2 separate regions of the Rattus norvegicus genome follow, and region 2 is linked to region 1. A link is a contact called in public Hi-C data. All regions are on one chromosome and are shown on one strand. Each heading gives the region's core, a stretch centred on a gene start, on an enhancer-like site or on the middle of the called end of the contact. The rest is flanking DNA. Distances are from core to core; before and after follow the strand shown.

Region 1 (7,242 bases), core at 2,109-4,608:
GCTGAGGGTGGCATAATTACTGTGAAAAGAATATTTCAGGAATATTAAGTACATAAAAATAAAAGGATACAACAAAGGCAAGATGTATACTTTCTGACCTTTTAAAAGCTTTAAACAGTGGTTTGGGGGTAGCAGAATGTCACGATGACCTCTCATGAAGAACCTGACTTGAGGTATTTACTTTTGTGCTCTGAATGGCACTTAGTCAACAACATAATTAGCACCATACTCCCACCACCCATCCTTAGGACAAGTGACATTCTTACTATAATGTTAGTGTCTGGTGCTCACATGTAAAATGACGACTATAGAAGGCTACAGGGCTCATAGAGTTTAGGGCAGGAAAGGTTACTATTCAAAATAAAAACAGGCACATACTCTTCCCTCCTTTCTCCACATCTGACCTGTCATTAGGCCCTGCTAGCATGGATACAGAGAAGCAGCGGTACTGCGTGGAGAAGCGGTTCTGGAAGACCCGGGGAATCGGGTGGTCAAACATGTTGAAAGAAAACTAGAAGAAAGAAAGAAATGGTATTATTATTAAAACAAAGAAACTTTAAATAGGCCACTGTATCTAGTGCAAAAGAATGTTTCTTTAGGCCAAGCACTAAACATAGCAAGTCATCAGTGCTTATAAATGTGGTCAAAGAACACAGAAAACTAAAATCCCAACTAACCAGAATGTTCTGACTGCCTAGGCAGCACAATGAACCTCAAATCCCTTTTGTCTCCCAAAGACTTATCCCTCAGTTCCAGTCTCCATTATCTACAGACAGTGCAACTTTACTAAAATACAAAACCAGGCCTTCGAGTCCCACCTTTCTGTTACTATTCCCTACTCTCGAGATCAAGGCTGCACCTTCCTTACACTTCATAGACACTCATTACCAACCACTCACCATCTCCTAGCCTAATGTTCAGAAGTCACCTCTTTTCTGAGTGCCTACTATTTGTGTGACTCTAATCTGGACTTTGGGGACATCACTTTAGTAATGTTTGGGTACTTAGAAGGCAGATTATCACCTCTGCCCTAGTGAACCCAATATAAAAGACAAGGAGATAACAATAAAATACCTATGCCCAGGAGTTTGAGGAAGAAGCAGGTCTGGGCACAGAGAGCTATGGATGTTAAACAAGTGTACAGGAGGAGATCCTCATTAAAGACCTACATGTCTTGAGTGTCAATTGGGCAAGAAACACAAAACAGCACTGCAGGTGGTGGGAAAGCAGTTGCCCATGTGTGTACTCCTCCATCTGGCTTTTAATACAATCCTTTTTCTTTTCCAGTGAGCCTCCCTTGCTCTGGTAGGCTTCAGGGTTGGTGCTTCTCCAGATGTTCCCAGCACACAACAGACATGAACACTGTGTATCAAACATTGTCTCACACCAGCCAGCAAAGTCAAGACATGAGGGACTACATCCAAGATTGCCTGCTGACCTTCACATGCACAGATGCGCACCCAAGCACAATGACTCACGCACCCAGCGCCGGGCCTCTATTCTCAGGCCCAGGTGCACACCAACACCCTCCTCCAATAAATTGCAAAAGATGATTCTTCAGTTACTAGCACAGAAGTAGAACTGTCTGACTCAAGTCTTAGGTGTATAACCCACAAAACCCTTTTTGAATGATGGGTTAGGGGGTGTGTGCTCATCAAAGCTCCTTCTCCTATGCCATCCATCTAGCCTACTGCTTCTTCTTGAAACATAAACAACATACACAAAGTATTGCCACACTCCTAATAGTATCTTTCCAACTCATCCACCCATGGGCACCTGCTCCTCCTTCACCGCTTCTACCATCCATGTTTACTTCCTTTAAAGCTTGGATGCCTAATACATGAAGCAGTCAGTGCCGGCATCAGTAGTCAGTGCCAGTGAAGCATCATTGCAGCCAGATGGACTTGACTTCCAACCTCTGTGCCTCTACCTCTCAGAGTTTTAGTTCTCTCGGTTAGTATAATAACTACCTATGTTCCATGGGGAATGCAGGAATTAAATAAGTGTACGTTGATAGAAAAAAAAGCGCCCCAAATATTACCTATTGCCATTATCGCAACGTGAATGAACACAACGTGACATACATCCTAAAACATGATCTCTACTAAATAAAATGCCGGGGAACTTTGGCAAAGCTAATGGTCCTTCGGATTCTCCTCCCTCGCACCACTCTCCAAGAACTCTCCAGTTAACTTCGAGTTCATGGAAACCTGTTGCGTGTCGAGAGCACTTATGAGAACTACCGACATAAAGGAACAGGTTCCTTTCTACTCTTCAGGGCTGCAGTCCCGCCGAAAGGCATACGAGTCATGACTCGGACAAGCTAAGAAGAAAAGAGGCGGCTCGTAATTATGGATACCACTTGGGACAGAAGCGCTCCGGACAGTGGAGCCGGCCGATACAGGCCCGGGTGACTCGGCACCTCCGCCACCAGGTCCAGGCCCTCCCTGCCGAGCGCCAGGGGCAGCTCTGGCATCACCCGGCTCGCGATCCCCGGCCAGCTCACCATGACTGACAGCGCTTGGTGATGCCGCTTCTTTTCCTGAACCTTACAATAGAAACCCAGAGCTCCCTCTTCGCAGCCGAGGCCACCGCTCTGAAGCCCAGAACCCGCGAGAGGCTCGCCGGAAGTGACGAACGGAGGGGGCGGGGTACGGAGGCCTGGAGTCAGCAGCGTATAATCAGAAAGTCATGGAAAGGCCTGAGGTTTGAAAATTATTTAAAGTAAACATTAAAACACTTGATAACTGGTTTCACAAGACAGCGATTACTTAAAATGTTTAGATAGTACTCCCTCCCGAACAACTTGATATGAGTACTCCCTTCCGAACAACTTGGTAGGGTCCGTTCTCTTCACTGACTACAATACCCAGAATGCAGCTAGAGCTTCCGGCGTTGACCCCGCCATCATGGATTCGGGCGGAAGTAATCTATAGCTCACTCTAATTCGACAGTGTATTGAGAACGTAGTTGCAGCCTTCAAACAATGTGTAACTGAATTTACTTTATGTCTAAGAGTATATTTTTCTGACTATTCCAGGGTCAGATAGTAGACATTCCTTCCCGAAGTAAAGATGTCCGCCAAGCGTAGAGGGCTTTGGGTAACTGGAAGTTAGCGTCAACACGAGCAACAAGGTTCGCAGCCGGAGTAACGATGTTGCTTCTTTTTGCGGGGCGGGCGGATCTTATCCAGCTGCGAATCGCAGAGCATTATTGGCTGTCCCCGTAGGACCCAATCAGAAAGGAGGAAAGACTAAGAACTATTGGCTGCTGGCGTGGACCAATCGGAAGAGCTGTGATTTGGCGGGAGTCTTGAGGACCTCCGGGCTGTCGGTGTCTCAGCGCCAGCTCTAGGTATCCGGCCGCTGTGGCTATGTTCGTGACCGATTTCCGCAAGGAGTTCTACGAGCTAGTCCACAACCAGGTGACTCCCGTCCAACGATCCTGATCAAAACTTTATCTGAGGGGAGGGATGAGGGCGAGTGTCCGTGGATGGGCCGGGAGGTCAGGGTGTTGCCACAGACTTTGGTGTCCCTGTACTCAACTCATCTGTCGGTGTTCGCTTCTACAGAGGGTCCTTCTCTTTGTGGCCTCGGACGTGGATGCCTTGTGTGCTTGCAAGATACTTCAGGTGAGCTTTGAAAGCCTTAGGAAGATAGGACTGAGGCGAGAGGTGACGGGACAGGGTTGGCCCCAGCAGGAGGCGGGGCGCAGAAGGGGAGGGACCAGAAGAAATAGACAGGAGGTGAGTTAGTCAAAGGATCCTCTGACCTATACCGAGACTAGAGAAGTGTCGTGCAAATGGTGAGACAAGTAAATAGTGGTCTTTACCGTAACCCAAGTGAAAAGGGTTCCACCTCTGAAATCTTTGAACGTGTAAAAGATGGAATCTGAGATAAGGAACGTGACAGCTGGGCGTGGTATCATAGCCAGTGCTGGAATTACCGGAGTCCCTGGTCTGTTCGAGAAGATTATTAGTTTGGGCTTTGATCATAGTGTGGTTTTTACAACGAGCTGGGCTCAGGATTTTTCAGAACCCCTATAATTTAAAATTAGTTTTTTCCCTTAATGTTTTACTCTGGCAAATTGTACAGATTCCTTATTGTACAGATTCAGATTGAACGCTCGCTCACAGGCTTGCCACCTAGCTTTACCAAACAGCATATCACATAGATCTTTGTCTCTCAACTCAACTAGTTTGCTTATTTGCTTCTGGTGATTCCAGGTAAGTTATCTTAAACGAGGGGTTTTTTGACCATGTGCTCTTCCTCCAGGCCCTGTTTCAATGTGACCACGTACAGTATACGCTGGTTCCAGTCTCTGGGTGGCAAGAACTTGAAACTGCGTTTCTTGAACATAAAGAGCAAGTATGAACTAATTTTAAAATAATTAAGCAGCTTTCCTCAGTTGCAGTTTCTTAATACTTAGCATTTGGCTAGTTCTGAAGTAGGGTAAGTGTGTTTTTGAAGTACCAGTTTCATTATGCTTGAAATTATGGTGGCAGAATCAATGTTGCCAAGGAATCACCAATTTGAGGCAAGTCTGAACTACATAGAGCAAGTCTGAGGCCAGCTTGGGCTACATAACAAGATCCTGTCTCAAAAGTAAAAGAGGTGTAGGTGTGGACCGCACCTACGCTGACCTCACTTGTTATTTTCATTTATTTATTTATTTGTTTGTTTGTTTATTTATTTTGTATCCCAAATCAGCCCCCCTCTTCCTATTCCCCCCCCCCAGTTCTTCTTCCTATTCCCCACCCCTTCTCTGAGAAGGGGAGCCCCCCAAGGTATCCCCACCCTGGCACATCACTGCAGGACTAGGCACATCCTCTGGCACTGAGGTCAGACAAGGCAGCCCACTTAGGGGAATGGAATCCACACACAGGCAACAAACTCAGGGACAGCCTCCCCTCCAGTTGTGGGATCCATATGAAGACCAAGCTGCATATCTGCTACATACGTGCACGGGGGAGTCGGGGCTTATAGGCTAGGTCTAGCTCATGCTCGCTCTTTGGTTGGGGGTTCAGTCCTAACCTCACTTGTTTTATTAGAATACAGCACTGTTTTATGTTATCTCTAGAAAATGCATTCCAGTTATCAAACACATTTTTTTCACTTCAGAATTAAGTAGTAGAACCAAGATTGCTGACCTACTTGGGACCATATGGGAAGTGGGATATTGAAGACCCTAAAGGGAGGGGGTAGGACATGCCAAAGCGTCTTTGGAGTCCCTGGCCACTCCTAAGATGACTTTGAAGAGATTCATTTATAATTTTGAGTTTTTCCGCCAGTATTGAGACACCATCTTATTTGCTAGCCCAGGCTGGCCCTGAACTCCTGGACAGTCCTTCCATGGCCTTCCAAGTGTCATATTACAGGTGTGAGCCCACAGGCAGGCGATTTGGTGTTACTAAGGCGGTACTAAGGTTTTTGCTATAGTGAGAGTTTACTAAAGGACTTACTATTTAGGGGGCCACAGGTGAGTCTGCCCATGATTTCCTGCAAACCTAACCCACACAATGCTGTTAACGAGATAAGCCGCAGAGGACAGGATAGTTGAGCAATATTCAGCGAGACTTCAGTATGTGCCTGAAGTCTTGCTTCTGCTCTTCAGTAGCTATCAGCACAAGTCTTAAGTTTATGGAGCCTCAGGAAGGCTCTTCAGGAAGCAAGAAGAACCTATTTCACAGTATCATCATGGAAAGACAATGAGACCAGCTGTGGGCAGTTTTCCAGCCACTTAGCATTCCTGCTGAGCCGTAACGTGCTCTGCAGAGGAGCACAGGGACTGGCAGTGTTGAGGGAGGAGGTGTCCTTGGTGCAGTGTCTTCCTTTACAGTGCCTCCTCCTTTTTTTCAGTTCTCCTATTTCATCCTCATAAACTGTGGCGCTAACGTGGACCTGTTGGATATCCTTCAGCCTGACGAAGACAGTATATTTTTTGTGTGTGATACCCACAGGCCAGTGAACGTTGTGAATGTGTATAATGACACTCAGGTACCCAGCATTTACGTGTGCTCTCCCTTTAGTCAGTCTGTACCTTTTTGTGCTGTGACAGCATCACACAGACCTTTGCAAAGCATGCTTCCCACTTTTCCAGCTAGGGGGCGTCTTCAGTACTAGAAGTGTAGTTTATCTGACTCATGTCAGCACAGCATTTGGAAGGTGGAGGATCAGAAGATGGCTCTACTGTACTTAGTCTGAACCTCAAAGCATTAATACAAAATGTGGCACAGACCAGCTGTTTAAGCCTTCTGTGATCTGCTCTTTCCACAAGGCTTCAGACTCTGAGATCCTCAAAGAAGGATCTCTTCAAAAGAAATCAGTCAGCAATTGCTATTAGAGACGAAAATTGTATTGTCTTAGGGGTCTTGATCCATTTGTGTCTCTATAAGAAAATATCCGAGACTGGGTACCTTATAGATAAAAGTTATATTCAAGAACATGGTGCAAACATCTGCTCTACTCAGTAAGACCCCTGTAGTGAGTGGTTTCCCCATAGAGGAAGTGTATAGGATAGTGAGGAAATTTCCATGGGAAGACAGGAACATCAGAGCAAGCCAATGAAGTTTTATAGCCGGGTGGCACAAGGAAGAAGCTCGACACACTTCTGAGAGATGCTGTTATTCCATCAGTAAGGAGAGAGCCCTGATGACCTAACACTTGCCAGGCTCCACTTCTTAATGGTTCTACCCCCTCAATACCCTACACAGGCAGCAAGCTTCAGGTGTGGTGGACCATTTGGGGGATAAACCATTATGACATCCAACCAGAACAACACATTCATATTCTCTATCAAAAGCCAACTGGTAGAACTTTTTCTTTTTTTTAATGTATAGCATAAGAAAGAAATGTTGGGGGGGGGGCAGAGAGATGACTCAGTGAACCTGGGTTCAATTCCTAGTACCCACATGGCAGCTTCTAACTGTCTATAACCCCAGTTCCATGGGATCTGACACCCTCATGATTTAATAATGCCATGCGGGACAGCTCTCGTGCCTTACTGGACTGTGCGAAGCAGCCTGAGCTCTGCTGTCGTGTGCACGGGAAACTTGGGAGCAGCTGGTTAAGAAAAAGTGAGATTCTACAGAACCAATATGATGAATGGTTTTCTGGAAAGGAGAGAAGAAAAACTGCATTGGTTTTTTTTTTTTTTTGTTTTAAGATTTATTTATTTATTATATATAAGTACACTGTAGCTGTCTTCAGATAAATCAGAAGAGGGCATCGGATCTCTTTACAG
Region 2 (7,242 bases), core at 3,425-5,924, 360 kb after region 1:
TCTGCTTGCCCAGTTCTGGTATTACAAGGAGGTTCCACCAATGTAGCTTCTTAGTTTGGGTTCTGGGAAGCAAACTCGTACTTAAGCAGGAAGCACTGTACCAACTGAAAGTCTCTGCACCCCTCCACATATCATTTTTATGAGGAAAACAGCGGCTTAAAACAGCTGGGGCGTTACACACCTATGATCCCAGTACTTGGAAAGCAGAGACAGGAAGATCTGGAGTTCAAGGTCATCTTTGGGTACATATGGAGAGTGAGGTTATCCTGCGCTATGTGAGACACTGCCTCAAAGTGAACAGAGAAAACTAGCTTGAATTTAAAATGCCAATAAAGCAAACATCTAATTCATTAAAGATAAATCTATCAAGGTTTGAGCCCTAGAGGAATCTCTAGGTTTTATACTGAAGCCGTATAAACAATCTGTGAAGGCTATGGAAGGCCTCACACACCTTTGCTAAATGATGGCCCCAACAAATCTCTTTTATGATTTGCATTTCTAGAATATCATATAGCAATGGGGAAAGAAATAGAAAGACAGTGTGCCCGGGACAGCCAGGTGTGGGTAGTGTGGTCTGCAAAGTGTACCAGACCGTGGTTAACCTGAGCAGCCAGCAGAATGGAGGATCCGAGAGGTAAAGGGTAGGAAGGTGAAGGACATATGGTTTCCTTGAGCTAGAGACCATGTATGAGTGGCTCGCCGCATCCTTACCTATGGCCCACAGGACAGTGTCAAAGGTGCCCACGTCCTCCTTGCCAGAAGCGAGATCCTCCCAAGTGACCTGCAGTTGGTTAGTCGGGAGTTTTCTGATGAGGGAGGGGACACAGCCTTTCAGGAACCGGGTGCCATGAGACTCCATGTGCTCTGTGACCAAAGACGCCATTTGCTGCAAAGCACGAAGAGACACCATGAGGACTAAGTCACTACTGGCAACAGACACCGAGAGGCCCTAACTTCCGCCTTGCTCTCAATGCCTTGGTAGGGCTCCAAAAGGGTTCTGCACAGAGAAGAAGGTGGGGTGCCCACTACCCCACCTCCGGGTCCCCTTGCCAAGTCAGAGAAGCCCTCAGTTTCCTCCTGGCTCCCAGGTCAGACCCTAGGAGCAATGTGAGGACAAATTCAGCCTTCAGCCTCCTCTCAGGCTCATGGGATCCACTTCCCGCCCAGTCCCCACTGACTGTCACCAACACCAGCTCACTGCCATCAGGAAGTGGATGGGGGAGGGATGGTGTGTGTGTGTGGGGGGCGCTGTCAGAAGATTCTTATTCCCAAGAAATGCAGAGACAGCAGTGCAGGCCCGGATTGGGGGTTGGCAAAGGTGTCGCATTCACCTCTTTGTCCAGGGGCCCCATGTCTCCCCAGCCCAGCTGCAGCTGAGGCCAGTTCCCAGGCCAACAGCAGGGACTAGACACAACTTCTTAAAGGGCATAATAATCACCATTTAAATCCTGTGACATCTGCCTACGCAAGGTGGTGCATGCTGGACTACATGTAGGAGGAGCCCTTTATATCAGAGGCACATCTCAGCTTGTCCAAGCAAGGGGCTGCCTGGCACTCTACACGCCAGCAGATGCCTGAGGGACTCAGACATACAGGTCTCTAGGGGCGTCTACGAGGCTGTTCGGTGCCCAGAGGGTCTGTTCCCACGTGGCCTGAGCCCCCGTCTCTATAGACCCCTTTACATCTGCACCCTGTTGGCTGCCAGCATATCCCCTGGATGCTCAGATTCTCCAGATGTTGTGTCCCTGTAGAGGGGCTTGGTATGCACACCCTCAGCTATGGTGGCCCAGCTTTAGGATGAAGCCACACGAGATAGAAAGACATTTGTGGGGGAGGGTGATGGGGCCAGGGGTCATGAGACCATGGGTCCAGTTCATTGTATCTTCAGGTGACTTTCTAGGCTTCTGTCACCGGAACTTAACATGACTTGGGGTTGAAGTGTCTTTGGTAGAGGACACGGAATATTTGACATCTCAGTGATAACTCAAACTTAGGTTTTAAGGAATGGCTTATTTGGGGAACGGGGCCTGAAACACTGCTCAGGTCGGCTTCATTCTCAGGCTCAGATGACCCTCCTGCCTCAGCCTCTCAAGTGCCAGAACTATAGGCTGGTGCCGAGATGCCTGGCTTTAAGGAACTGCTTCTGAGGATCGAGGCCTCTCCCCAAGGCCATAGCCACACCTGCTGGGGGCAAGTACTACCTGGTCAAAGCCTCGGAGGGGCACGCTGCGCATCATGACCGTGGTATCCAGGCCAATACCAGTGAGGAAGCCGGCACACTCCAGGGCCACATCTGCAGCAGCAGGCTAAGGCGTACTGACTGACGTGAGAGGGAGCAGAAGGGCAGAAGACCCTGGCCCCTGCTCTCACAGCCCAGGGTCCCATGTTCCTGCTCAGCACCATCAGAGGCCTCTGAAGAAAGCTGCAGGGATTCCCTAACCCCAGGTCTCAAGTGCATAAGCTGACAGCCCCAGCTTCAAGCTCTCCCAACAGTACCCACAGGCCAGATAGTTTATGCCTCCACGGGGCTTCCATCTGGCTCTGGTGTTTCGTCTCAACCGCCAGGAGAGAGGGTGGAGATTCAGTGGCCAGACCCAAGGAGAAGAGCCTTGTGTAGAGCCACAGAACACTGCCTGTGGCCTGTGCTCCTATGTCAGCCTGAGACTCCAGTGAGGGCTTTCATCTTCCCTCCCACATCCTGTCCTGACCCTGAGCCCCTCAGAGTTCCCCTCTTGACCCTTCCTGATCTGACTGCTTCTCCCGCAGGAGTGAGGTCAGATCAGGGCTGCTCTCCAGGGACATGCTCATCATGGCCTTCCTGACTGCCTTGCAGCCCTCTCCAGCTGCCTCAGCAGGCTTAGTGTGAGGCTCAGGAAGCAGCAGCCTTCAAAGGTCAGACTCAAATCGTTCCCTGAGCCCAAACCCCTCCTAACAGGTCCAGCTGAGTCCCCACACAGGAAAACAGAGTATCTGGGAGGGAAAATGGGAGAGGGGCTAAGCACCCTTCCTGACGATGGCCACCTGCACTTTGGCAAAGGATACAACTGGCTCCAACCACCAACCTGCAGAGAAAAGCAGCAGAAAGCACGCTAAGTGAGTACCAGCAAGGCCACAAGCTGTTGTTCCGCGGCTGGGACAAAGACGAGCTCTGCAGGCTTCCTACCAGGTACTCCCGAGCCAGTCAGAGTGGGAGCAAACACTTCCCAATCACTACAGCTATGGAACAGAACACAACAAACAGTCAACTGAACCAGCAAATCGCCTGGTGCTGAAGGGTGCATGGTCAGTGGCTTGTGAAAAGTCAAGGCAGCTCCAGGCCCTGGCAGACATGTTGAGCGACGTCCCTCAGAAGCACGGGTTTCTCTCTGACCACAGGTGAGTCTTGTCTGAGGCTCCTCAGAACCTCTTGGGCCAGGATAGAAGCAGGCATGACCCAGGGCACCAAGAGGACCAGAATGGGGACAGTGGCTTATGGGAAGCAGCAACTATGACCAGGGCCCATGACTGTCTGCCTAAGCCTACAACGCCTAGGCCCAAGGCCAATGGATCATCCCCCTGCCTTCCTGCCAGAGCCAGGACATGACACTGCGACCCACTGGAAATAGTCATTTTAATGCTCTCTTGTGGCTGGCTCCACACTCCACATACATGTACATGCATTCACACACACATGCACATGTGTACACACATACAGGAAAATGCAAGCATGAAAAGTCATTTGTATGCAAATACACACTATAAACACACTGGCATAGACATGTAGTCACACACACCTGTCCACATCCTCTCATGTGCACACCCATGCAAACACACAGGCACATATGTGCACACTCATGCAAAAGGACTGAGGAACAGAGGGTTCCCAGCCAGGGCGACTGCACGTGGGTGGGCTCGTCAGATCACCCTTCAGTCTTTGAACAAGAGCAGGTGATGTAAGGACGGATAAGCCTGATGTCAGTACTAATCCTGGCAAGTACTAATGATATAATTCCATTTCAAAAAGCGGCGGATCCCTCAGAATACTTGTGCAGGTGCCCTGCGGGAACCATCTGGCATGCGGCTCTGCACGGGAGCTGGGGACAGAACCACACTTACTGGCTGAGTACAAGATGGTCCCAGCTGGTCATACAATACTACTCAGCATGCGATGGATGTGGACAGGGGTCCTGGGATCCCCAGCAGGCGGGAAAAGCAGACGTGCTTTCTAGGCCCCTGAAAACACCCCCTGCACACGCCCACACAGGTGCAGCATGTCTGCAGGAGAGGTGCTTCCCAAAGTATAAAGCCTAACACTTTTGCATTTGATGTATACAGTGAGAGCTCTGAGCCACTTAAGATATGAAACTACGAGTTATTTGAGATGCAAACAGAATGGAGCTGCTTTGATCATCTTGTCTCACCTGTAGGACGGATGGTAAGAAAGTCTGTGAGCATCCAACAAGCAGTGCCCCTTCTCTCAATCCCCTAACAAGCAGTACCCAGCCCACCCCTCCCGACAAACCACGGAGACTCTAGCCCAGTGGGGCGACATCAGTGTAACCCTTCTGTTGATGACTGGGCCTCTCTATTTATCTCAAGCTCCCTTCAGACTCCCCCAAGCTAGCTGTATCCCCCAACCCCCAATCCTAGGCCCTCCCACCACACTGCTGAGCATGAAGCAAGCAGTCTCCTGGATCTGATTCTCGTGTTTCTGCAGTCCACGTGTGCCTCCCAGCCTCCCACAAAGCAGGCTGGGTGTAGGAGATGGGTGGGCCGGCAGCCAGGGATCACCATCTGCTCCAGCAGAGACCCATGAGCACCGTGGACCTCCTTCTGAGGTGGCCCCATAACAGAAGGTGGGGCACCATTTCCCAGGTGCCCCCAGCCCTCAGGCCACCAAGTCCAAATTGTGAACACTAGAGCACTCACAGGAAAGACAGACACCCATAGGCAGGCACATTCCTGGGGGTGGGGGAGTCTTGAGAGTGTGCTAAGGCCTCTACAAAAGCGCACATCTTGCTTGAATGGACAGTGACCTTGGGCCATTTGTTTTATGAGCTATGATGATGGTCAGCACTGGTTTTCTTACTCCACCTCTCCCTCTAATTGACCAATTAATGGGAATGCTTATTCTTTGAAAGATGAACACAAGAACTCAGAGGACTGAGGTTCTAGAGATGGCCACGCATGTCAATAATCCCAGCCCTTTGGAAGTGGAGATAGGAGGATCGTAAGTTCAAGGCCGACTTGAGCTACATAGTCTAAAGCCAGCCCTGACCTTATCCTGAAAAACAAACAAACAAACACCACTGGAACAAAAGCAGAGACAAAACTGAAGCTTCTGGATCCCGAGTCAGTCCCAGAGAGAGGCTGGCAGCTGTAGGTTGGCCCCGACTGGCCACACTCTCCAGGACCAGCCTCAGAGGCACAGTGACCAGTGCATCTGCAGCCTGGGAGACAGCAGTGATGGCAGTTTGGAAGGCTGTTTGGAAGTCCGGGACTTAACACCACATTTAAAAACCAGCGCACAGATCTTTGTTCAACCAGTAGTCACCATCCCGCACTCTGGTAGCCTTGAACCGTGTGTGTGTGTGTGTGTGTGTGTGTGTGTGTGTGTGTGTGTGTGTGTGGTGTCTCTGTGCCTTTTACTGTGCCAGCATTCTCCATGGGTGCATGAGTACCATGAGATTAGTCTAATCACAGGGTGGCTTGCTTGTCAGAATTGAAAGCAGGAGGAAGCAGACACGGACCTGTGAAGCTAGGCTTACAGTCTGCCTCTCAGCCTGGAGGACCCTAATCTTCTCTCCAGGAGGCACAGCCACACAAGTGACAGTCTCACAAGAGCACCTGGCCTCTTGGTAGCACTACCAGTCCAGGAAGTGCCAGTCAAGCCTCAGAGCTCCACGGAAGCAGCACAGAGGAGACAGAGGAGACACCACAGTCCTGGATCCTGGTGGAGCGGGCTCCCGACCTGCCTCGACCTGCCAGCAGCACCCAACCCTTGGGGGCCTGACAACCCCCACCCCCGCCCCCACCAAACCCTGAGTAGTGGAAGCTACCCAAGGTCCTTGCCCCACACAGGCAAACAAGCAGAAAAGCTGAGAATCAAGTCCTAGGCTGATAGCTGCTCTCCCTTCTGCTACACCAGACTATCACACGAAATGGAAACAGACTGAGCAGAAAATGAGACTACTATACAACCACGACTCTTGTGGCTCTTCTAGATAAAATATGCCTTCCCATCTCCTGTGCTTAGCATGAGAGGAAAATGGACACAGTACCCTGGGCAGCTTCCTGACTTTATGAGGGTCAGAGCAAAGCTACTTTCATGACCAACTCTGACGACAGCATTAAATCAGCCCATTATAAAACACTCTCTAGTGGGGCACGCTGACTCACGCTCACTCAGGAAAGTGAGACAGGGTGGGGTGGGGGTTGTCATGCAATTGAGGCCGCCTCAGGCTGCACAGCAGCTTCCAGACTGCACTAGAGACCCTGTCTCAAAATACAAAACACCATCTCGGCTTCATAGTGCCCAGAGACAGAAAGCTTCACGTTGGCATGGGCACATGGGAGTACACAGTCATGGGCAGTGTGGTGAGTAGCCGGGACACTCTGAATGGGACAAACAGCAGTGGGAGAGGTTAGCCCCAAGTGCTATAATAAGCCTTTTGGGGGCCTGAAGCAGTGTGAAGGGACATCAGGAAGAAGTACCGGGGGACAGCATCTCAGGCCCAGCATGGGAGAGGCTGCTAAGCCAGGGGCTCCCTCACTGCAGCTTCTTCACCTGCCCTGGGTGCCCAGAAACAGTGAGCCTAGCAAGAGCCCCCACTGGTCAGCCTGCTGGAGGCAAGGGGGTGTGGAAGAAGGTGACTGTGGGGCCCTGGTTCTGTGGAGCCCAGAGGATTCCTGGGGGTACGGGGAGGTGGGGATGCGGGAAGACAGCCTGAGCTCCAGGGTTAGAGGCAGGGCTAGCTCTTGCTACTTCCTTGTCACTACATAGCCAGTTCAAGCCCATGAATGCCAATGCCAAGTCCAACCTCCTTAAAGCAGGGTTAGGAGCAAGCCCATTTTTTCACCTCCATCCTCCCATTGCTTGGGCCTTGCTATATCAGGGGAACAGGTTTTCTGCAGGACACCAGTCACCTTCCATTGTCTCTTTCCTCTCTTTCCCCAAAGGGGCCCTGTGTTCTGGCCTCTCTAGCTCCTGACTCCCTCCTCCAACCTGTTATGGATGTTGGCAGTCAAAGAGCAACTGAAAAG

What was found. Hi-C and Micro-C count contacts between places; a contact is called where the count stands out from the background.
Region 2: a Hi-C map of frontal cortex shows a contact between it and region 1, with 2.3 times the contacts expected there. The contact joins the enhancer-like site here to the promoter of Cdc45 in region 1. A contact is called at or near these places in 2 of 12 Hi-C or Micro-C datasets (the A7r5 cell line and frontal cortex).

What each region holds. Positions count from the first base shown.
Region 1 is chr11:95,686,820-95,694,061 of GRCr8, forward strand. Cdc45 (cell division cycle 45) reads left to right here and starts at 3,359. Exons shown (of 19, transcript NM_001105866.2): 1 at 3,359-3,424; 2 at 3,572-3,631; 3 at 4,275-4,367; 4 at 5,859-5,996. The coding sequence starts at 3,374. It overlaps Ufd1 (ubiquitin recognition factor in ER associated degradation 1), which reads right to left and starts at 2,604. Exons shown (of 12, transcript NM_053418.2): 1 at 2,507-2,604; 2 at 379-511; 3 at 1-19. The coding sequence starts at 2,509.
Region 2 is chr11:96,045,242-96,052,483 of GRCr8, forward strand. It overlaps Txnrd2 (thioredoxin reductase 2), which reads right to left. Exons shown (of 18, transcript NM_022584.3): 9 at 3,043-3,062; 10 at 2,202-2,293; 11 at 712-886. Among named protein-coding and RNA genes, the nearest start is that of Comt, 24 kb to the right of the region's middle. Within about 2 kb of position 4,675, at least 19 of the 93 cell types and tissues checked have an H3K27ac peak or open chromatin away from gene starts, as enhancers often do.